Regions from separate parts of the Gossypium arboreum genome. Here region 1 is linked to region 2. The links are chromatin contacts, called in public Hi-C maps. All regions are on one chromosome and are shown on one strand. Each heading gives the region's core, a stretch centred on a gene start, on an enhancer-like site or on the middle of the called end of the contact. The rest is flanking DNA. Distances are from core to core; before and after follow the strand shown.

Evidence for each region. Hi-C and Micro-C count contacts between places; a contact is called where the count stands out from the background.
Region 1: a Hi-C map of leaf shows a contact between it and region 2, with 2.9 times the contacts expected there. The contact joins two enhancer-like sites. A contact is called at or near these places in 2 of 5 Hi-C or Micro-C datasets (both in leaf).

The regions. Positions count from the first base shown.
Region 1 is chr3:10,753,180-10,757,082 of ASM2569848v2, forward strand. No RefSeq gene overlaps it. Among protein-coding and RNA genes, the nearest start is that of LOC108474477, 7.0 kb to the right of the region's middle. Within about 2 kb of position 1,767, at least 2 of the 2 cell types and tissues checked have an H3K27ac peak or open chromatin away from gene starts, as enhancers often do. A contact at or near this core is called in leaf, where this site is marked.
Region 2 is chr3:10,651,601-10,655,451 of ASM2569848v2, forward strand. No RefSeq gene overlaps it. Among protein-coding and RNA genes, the nearest start is that of LOC108475862, 8.5 kb to the right of the region's middle. Within about 2 kb of position 1,566, at least 1 of the 2 cell types and tissues checked has an H3K27ac peak or open chromatin away from gene starts, as enhancers often do. A contact at or near this core is called in leaf, where this site is marked.

The sequences.
Region 1 (3,903 bases), core at 517-3,016, 100 kb after region 2:
TTTAATTAATAATCAAATAATGAGCAAGCTTATTTTTGAGAATTCGAGATGTCGTGTCCTAACTTAAGGGACACGACCCTTTTGCTTATCTCGAGATAAGAAGGCCTTTCACATATGTTTTAATTTACTCAAGTGACTTTAATTAAAAATATCATTATGCAAGGTGGGATCGTATCTTACATTTTCTTCAAATTTTCAGTTCTCGACACCAAGATATCAATTAATCAACTAGCTATCAATTTTGGGCATTACGATGGTGCTAATCCTTCCTTGTACGTAACCGACCTCTCGAACCCATTTGCTAGGTTTTGTAAACTAAAAATCACTGTCTTGTAAATATGAAACTTTTACAAAAAATGATCAAATTACGAGGTGATTCAATCACACCTAACAAAAAGGATTGGTGGCGACTCCATTTTCGTTTTCAAAATAAGTCGATTTCAAAAAAGTGTTTCGACAATTAAGATCGCCAAGTTGCAACCAATTGCATCTAAACTTTTGCTTCTAAAGCAACTCTTCATTGTGCAAAACAGATTCCAATTCTTCCCCAACCTGCATCTCAATAAGAAGAAAGCGATCTGCATTAGATCTTCCCAAAACCCTTTGAATGTTAGCCAACCTGTGTAAAAGCTGTTTTTTCCACGACCTAATATGACCATACACAATTTTATTCCAAACCGAAATATTAGCAGAAAAACTAATGAGGGTCTTGAACATGCTACCATTAAAATTCCATTTTTTTAAATAAAATCAGAAAAGTATTTGTGTCCGGTCCAACTTGCCAGAAATCAAAACGTACGTCCTGCGAAGTTCGAAGGCTACGGTTTAAGCAAGAAAAAAATGGGATGATGATTTGACTTGATTCTGGGAAGATGGGAGACCATACAATTAAGGAAAAGCTTTGATCCACTCATCATTACCAATGGCTTGATCAAGCCTTTCAAAGACCCTACCTCTTTGCCAAGTAAATGTAGGGCCCTTGAAGCCTAAATCCTGCAAAGCCAAAGAGTCCACAGAATCTCCAAAAAGAGAACAATGTTTACCATTCAAGCGACCTCCAACCTTATCACTTCCAGAAAGAATGGCATTGAAATCCCCTATAGCCATCCAAGGGACCGGCCCATTAGGGAACCTCTTAAGATCTTTTCCAAAGGAATTTTTGTTTCATTCTGTTCAAGTTTCCATAAACAAAAGTAATAAAGACACCTTCAGATAGACTGTTACTGAGAACATGAGTCAAAATAAATTGAGTATTATTCTTAACAACCTCAAATTTTATATAATCTTTCCAACCAATCCATAGAACCCGAGAAAATCCCACTGCTTCTACACGATGAGAATTTTGAAGGCCTAATTTAGCAATAACAGCGTCAGCTTTAAAACCACTAATTCTGAGTTCTAATAAACTCATAATGTTAGGCTTGTATTCCAAGTTATACTCTTTAAAAACACGAGAAAAATTAATCCCTACACACCTTTGGCAATTCCATGACATAATAGTAATATTTAAATCCATTAGCAAAAATATTGGAAAATAAATAAAAAAGAAAACTTGTCCTGTTCCATCGTAACCGAGACTTCCAAAAGAACCCTCGGCTGCTCCTTACCAGTCTCAGATACTAGCTGTGCCGATATTAAGTCAACCATAGAGTTGACCGACTTAGTTAAGGGAACCTGCGAAGAGCTGGACACTTTAAAATTCCTCCCTGGATCGCGGAAGATTTTATTTAATTTCTTCCCACGTCGACTATCATCCACTTTTCTTCCACTGTTACCACCAACTGGAAACGAAGAAGGTCTCCCCTCAGAAACGGCATCGTTCCCATAATTTGATTTGGTTGTGTTATGAGAGCCATTTCCTTTAAAAGTTACAACACTATGGCTCCCTGTATCAAGCAACCCTTCTTTGACTCCCACTTGCAATTCAATTGTACCTTCAAAAGTGGGATTAAAGTGAGATGAGTTTGCATTAGGAATAACAGAATTAAAAAAAAAAAATCATTAAAATTATCAGTGGTTGTCGTTGGGGGTTTTTCTCCATTGGACAAAGTCTGAATCGGTGGATTTTGGGAAAGCAACAAACGATCCTCCATTGGAAATTTCGGATTCTCCAAGCCCACATTTTTTATGCTGTCCATATGGTCCCCCAGGATCTTAATCTAGCCTGGAGTAGAAGTAATCTTCGACCCAATCGACTGCATGGGTATTTTTACTTGGGCCTCGGATAGCAAACCATGCCCATCACAATTAAGAGAATGACCATTAAAATGGCCTTTAGACAACCCAAGCCCCAAGTTGGCTAAAGTCTTGATAGAAAAGGGAGTGGGCCATTTCCCATTTAGAGGCCTGCAAAGCAGCCCCTCTTATTATTATCCAGCATTTCCATTTCATGTCCATTTGTTTCCCCTTTAAAATCCCTTCAAAACCACAACCCTTCTGATTTGCATAATTCAGAATAATGTAACGAGATTCGAAGAAATTATTTCCCTTGATTTCAGCCCCAAATCCCCTATTTCCCCTAGGATTCCGCCTTGATTTTTTCTCAACAAGAATCCAAGGGCCAAAGTTCGCCGATTCAGTCTCACCGCCGACCGTCTCTAACACTATAGCATTATTCCCATTTCCAGTTGCAACAATCTGTTCACCCTCTTTCACCGTATCAGTTTTAGTAGAAGGACACAAAGTCTTTTCCATGGTCGTATCTACCGTAGGCAAAGCAAACAATCGACAGAGATTCGTATTGAATCCTTTGAGGAACACCATTTATTAGAATTTGGGAATCCAGGGGTTTGTCAAGATTAATGAAAACCGACATGCGAGAAAATTTGCCTCTGGCCCTACTGTCTGTGTTGAAGTCCAACATAACAACCTTTCCTATCAGTTCTCCAATCTCCTAGGATTTTTCAATTGTACAAATGACCCGACAGACTAGGAAGCCGAATCCAAGATTTGACCAAACTCGGGTAAGGTCTTGCAGGATCAAAATCCTTGGACCAGGATTGAACTGTTAAGTACTGTCCAAAAACAATCCATGGCCCTTGAGATAAAACTTTATCATAATCTTCTTTGCTATGAAATTTAACCAGAAAATAACCGTTTTCTATATCCATTAGGTGAAAAGACATCGAGGGTCTCCATAAGTTTGAAATCTTGTCTTGCAGTGAAAGAAAGCCGATATTCCGGTCAAGCAGTTTTATCACAACCGTCATAGCCATATCATTAATAAGTATTTGATTGATCCTTTCAGAAAAAAAAACAATAGAAGGAATTTCATTAACGGACGATTTTTTTATGTCTCCTTCAGCAAATTCCAGAGAAGATTCCATCCCCATCTTTATTTCTGATGTTCCAGTCAACTCCCCCAAGGTAGAGGGTCCTCCTAACAGCTTGTCTTTTCAGGACAATACCGGTGCAGAGACCGGTTCCTCTACAATCGACGACTCCGGATCTAAACCCTCGTCCTTAAGACACACCTTTTTGGTAGACCTATCCTCGGCCTGGCCATCCTTGTCACCTTCACCACTTGCAAGCATCATACAACCTCACTGTTCAATACCGGATCTGATATGTAAATACCAACCTTTTTTTTAAAAATTTTTTATTTCTGTTTCTATTTTCCAGAAAGAGTTCAATTTTTAAACCATAGTAAACTTGAACTTTAAAAAATGATGGCTAAGGTGACAAAAAAACCGCAGCATTCTACCTTTCTAAGAAAAATTAGCATTCCAAAAATACTATAGTGATTAAATTGTTATTTTTACTTTTCTCGCCATTTTAAAATATGATAAATTAATGTTTTTAATATTAAATTTTTCTTATTTTCTTCAAAATTAAGTGTACAATAATTTTTCTAAAAAATTACTATAACATAGTAAATGGATTAATTTATTCTTAACTTATAAA
Region 2 (3,851 bases), core at 316-2,815:
TTATTCTTGCGCAATTTAGTCCATTAACCCACTGTTGACCCACTGAGGGAATGAAACGTGTAAATGTGGTCGGGGCAATTGTACTCTGAGTCCTTGTACTTTTTTATCCCATTTTAATTTAATCCTTTATATTTTGTTTCCTTAAAATTTAGGCTTTTAATTTTGTTATATTTTCAAATTTAGTCCTTTATTTCCCTTTTCTTTATTTTTTTAATTCATGATTTAAATTTTGTTTAAATTTTAATTCAATCATTTATTTTTAGAGTTAGCCCATTTATTTCTTTTTTAATTTCTAGTATTTATAATTTTTCTATTTACATTTTCTACCAAAAATTTCTTGATTGTTTTATTTTGGTCTTTTATTTTTAATTATTGATACTATTAATATTATTAAGTAATTATCATTGCTAATTAATATTTTTAAAATTTTTCTCAAATATCAATATTTTATGTAATTATATTATTATCATACATTTTATATTATTTCACTATTATTATCATTATTATCATATAGTATTATTAATTGAATATTATTATTGTTATTATTATTTCTTATTATTGTATTCACTATAGTATTGTCATTTTATTCTATTATTTATGTTGTTATTTGTTAATACCATAATTTTGTCATTATCGTACATTGTAAATTATGCTACATACACTCATCCGTTTTTCGACGTAAGCACATAAAAAAACTTAAAACCAAGGCAATGTTCATTATTTTTCGGATTCGAGGAGTTGTGCTCCTAACTTACTGAGTATGGCCCCTTCCTAGAACCGAAATAACCAAACATCCTATTTAAAATACAAGACACGTAGACTTAGGTAATAATTAAATGACAATTATTCTTGTTTTCGAGAATTCGAGACCTCCTGCCCTAACTTAGGGGGCATGATCTTTTCTTCTCAAAATAAGAAAGTTTTTTTTCCATAAAATTTAATTTAGTTAGCGATATTTTAATTAAATAACATCATGAAAATAGGGGATCGTATTTTAAAATCTCTTCGAATTCTCAATTTTCGACGCTAAGACATCAAGTAATTAACTAGGTGCCAATTTTGGGCGTTACGAGGGTACTAATCCTTCCTTATGCGTAACTAACTCTTGAACTCATTTCCTGGATTTTGTAGACCGAAAAAGAATTGGTGGTGACTCTATTTTTATTTTAAAATAAAAAGTTGGGTTTGACTGTCTTGCATTGTAAAGAAATAAATTTATTTTGCAGAGGGAATTAATCAATTTGCACTATGAGCATTCAAGCCCAATTTTCACGTGAACCAGTATATATCATTTTTACTGGTTCTTGCAAGCCAATGACTCATTATATCTTATAAACAAATGTCAAGAGGTTTAATTAAGTTATATGAAATAACTTCTTTTAAAATAGTCGAGAAGGTTATCACAACTCTTTTCGAGGAGTATCTGTAAATAATTTCTCCTCTTGAAGATTCAAGAGACTTGTCCAAATCCTTATGTCAGAGTTTGTAAATACTGTTTATGCTGAAGGCAAGGGGACCATGTTATGGGTGCAGTACAAGCTAAGAACAAGATAAAGCAGACACGTCAAATAACATAGGAAAAGGGTTTAGAATGATAGAAAAAGGAACAAAGAGAAACAAAATGGAGCCACCTAAGGGTCAATTCAAAATATATATTTTTAATTTATAAATTAGTAAATTGACTAAAAAATTTAAAATAGTTTATAAAAAATTATTTTATAAGAAAATAAATTAATCTTTCTCCGCTCACTAAAACACAAAAATTTCTAATATTTTTCTTCCAACATTTATCACTTATCTCTCAAATTTCTCTTATTTTTCACACACACACTCTAAATTTTTACAAGATATATAGACTATATTTTAATACTTTTAAGTAAGTCTCCCTAATTTAATAGCAACTTTTTTTTCTTTACAAGATGTACTGATTAATCTCTAAAAACTAAAATGGTAGCTTTATTTGTGATGAGTTACGATTTTTTGCAAAGTTCAATTTTATTAATGAAATGATTTTGAGATATTAATTTTGTATGAGATTCATAACCTCTTGATTCGTAATAATTTTTATATTTGTATTAATACAAATCCTTAAAGAAATTAAGATTGATCGTATTTATAATCTTAAATTTCATGAATATTGATTAGAAATATTTAACATTTTTGTTTAGAAATTGTTGTTGCTAGTGTGAATTTTGTATTTGTGTTAATCTTGTGTTTGACATATTGTGTTCTCATGACACCAAAAAGCAGATATGTGGTTTTATTTTGTGAAAAACTATTAATTTTTTAATACAATGCCTAAAATTATGTGTAACTCTTCCCAACCCTTAAATACTAGTTATATGTTGGCTTCATGATTATTTTTTTTACAAATAACTAATTCATTTTCTAGTTTTCAATTTATCTTATATTTCGTATAATTTATCATAGAAATTATATTTACTAAGTTGTTATTTGATAAATGAAAAATATATATGAAAAATTAAATATTGAATTTTTAGTATAGAAATTTATAAATATTAATTTTATATTATAAAATTGTTCAGTATATTAGTAAATTTTAAAACTACATGTAATTTTAATATTTGATAATAGTAAATCTTGATTTTTAAAATTTATTTATTTCATATTTTTTTAAAATATTGATAAGGAAGATAATTCAACACTTTCAACACATTAAAAATATCATGAATAATTGTCAAAAATTAAGAGATATTAAAATTTATTTGATATACTTCTTTTAGTTATTATTCTAATAACTTTGTAACTCTTACATTTAACTATATTAAACATCCATTTATCAAGTATTAATATTATATATTAATTTATATAAATTTTTTAAATATTTTAATTTATATTAAAATTTGAACCCAAACTCTAAACTTTTTGGCCAATGGTGCCAAGGATAAAGGAAAGAAGTATCCCTGTTGGTTCATGTTAGATACCAATGTAGGTCCTATAAACAAATGAGACACATGCAAAATGTTTGTGAGAACTAGGGGTAGTGGCAGTTGTTGAGAGCTTAAGATCATACTGTTAATGGAAATTAGTTACAGGAGGAACGTATGTTTATTGCAACTTGCTTTATATTCAATAGTAAAACAAAAGAAAATCGGTTGATTGATAGGGGTTGTACAAACCAGGTGGCATCATATCAATGCATCTTCAGGTGATGGAATAGAACATGCAGTTCTAAAATCAAAATCGGCATTTGAAGCTACATTGAAGCAAAATGTAAAACGACATATAAAAGTTTAACACTTGTTGATACACTTTCTGGTTGGTGGAATTGAACGGAAATGTTTTGGTGAAGAGGAAGATAAAAGGTATTGTCTCTCTAGAGTTGACCCCCAAAAGGGTCCTTAAAAATGTATCTAAGGTGGTTTCTTTTGCATCAGATTTCGAGTCGAGTTAAGATATATTTTATAACAGTTCGTTGCCACATTGTTGAAGAAGAGTTATAAAGTGATTCTTCTGAGACAAAATTACACGCATGCAACGTGTAATTGGGAGCTTACTACGTAAGTTTTAACTCAAAAAGTTATTGAGTAAATTTTGTTGTCCGATAGTGTGGTATAAGAGATAAAAGATTATTGGATAGATTGTTTTAAGGAAATCAACTATATTGTAGAATACTTCGAACTGTATTTTTAGAAATGCTGCGAATTGTATTTCTCGTAAGTAAAAAGTCGCGATCGTAAATCAACGGACCGTGAGAAAGCCAAAGGTTGTGATAGTAAATCAGCAGACCGTAAGAAAACCAAAAGTCGTGATTGTAAATCAGTGGACCACGAGACTCGTAAAATCCCGTAAGTAAAAAGTAATGATCATAAATCAACGGACCATAAAAA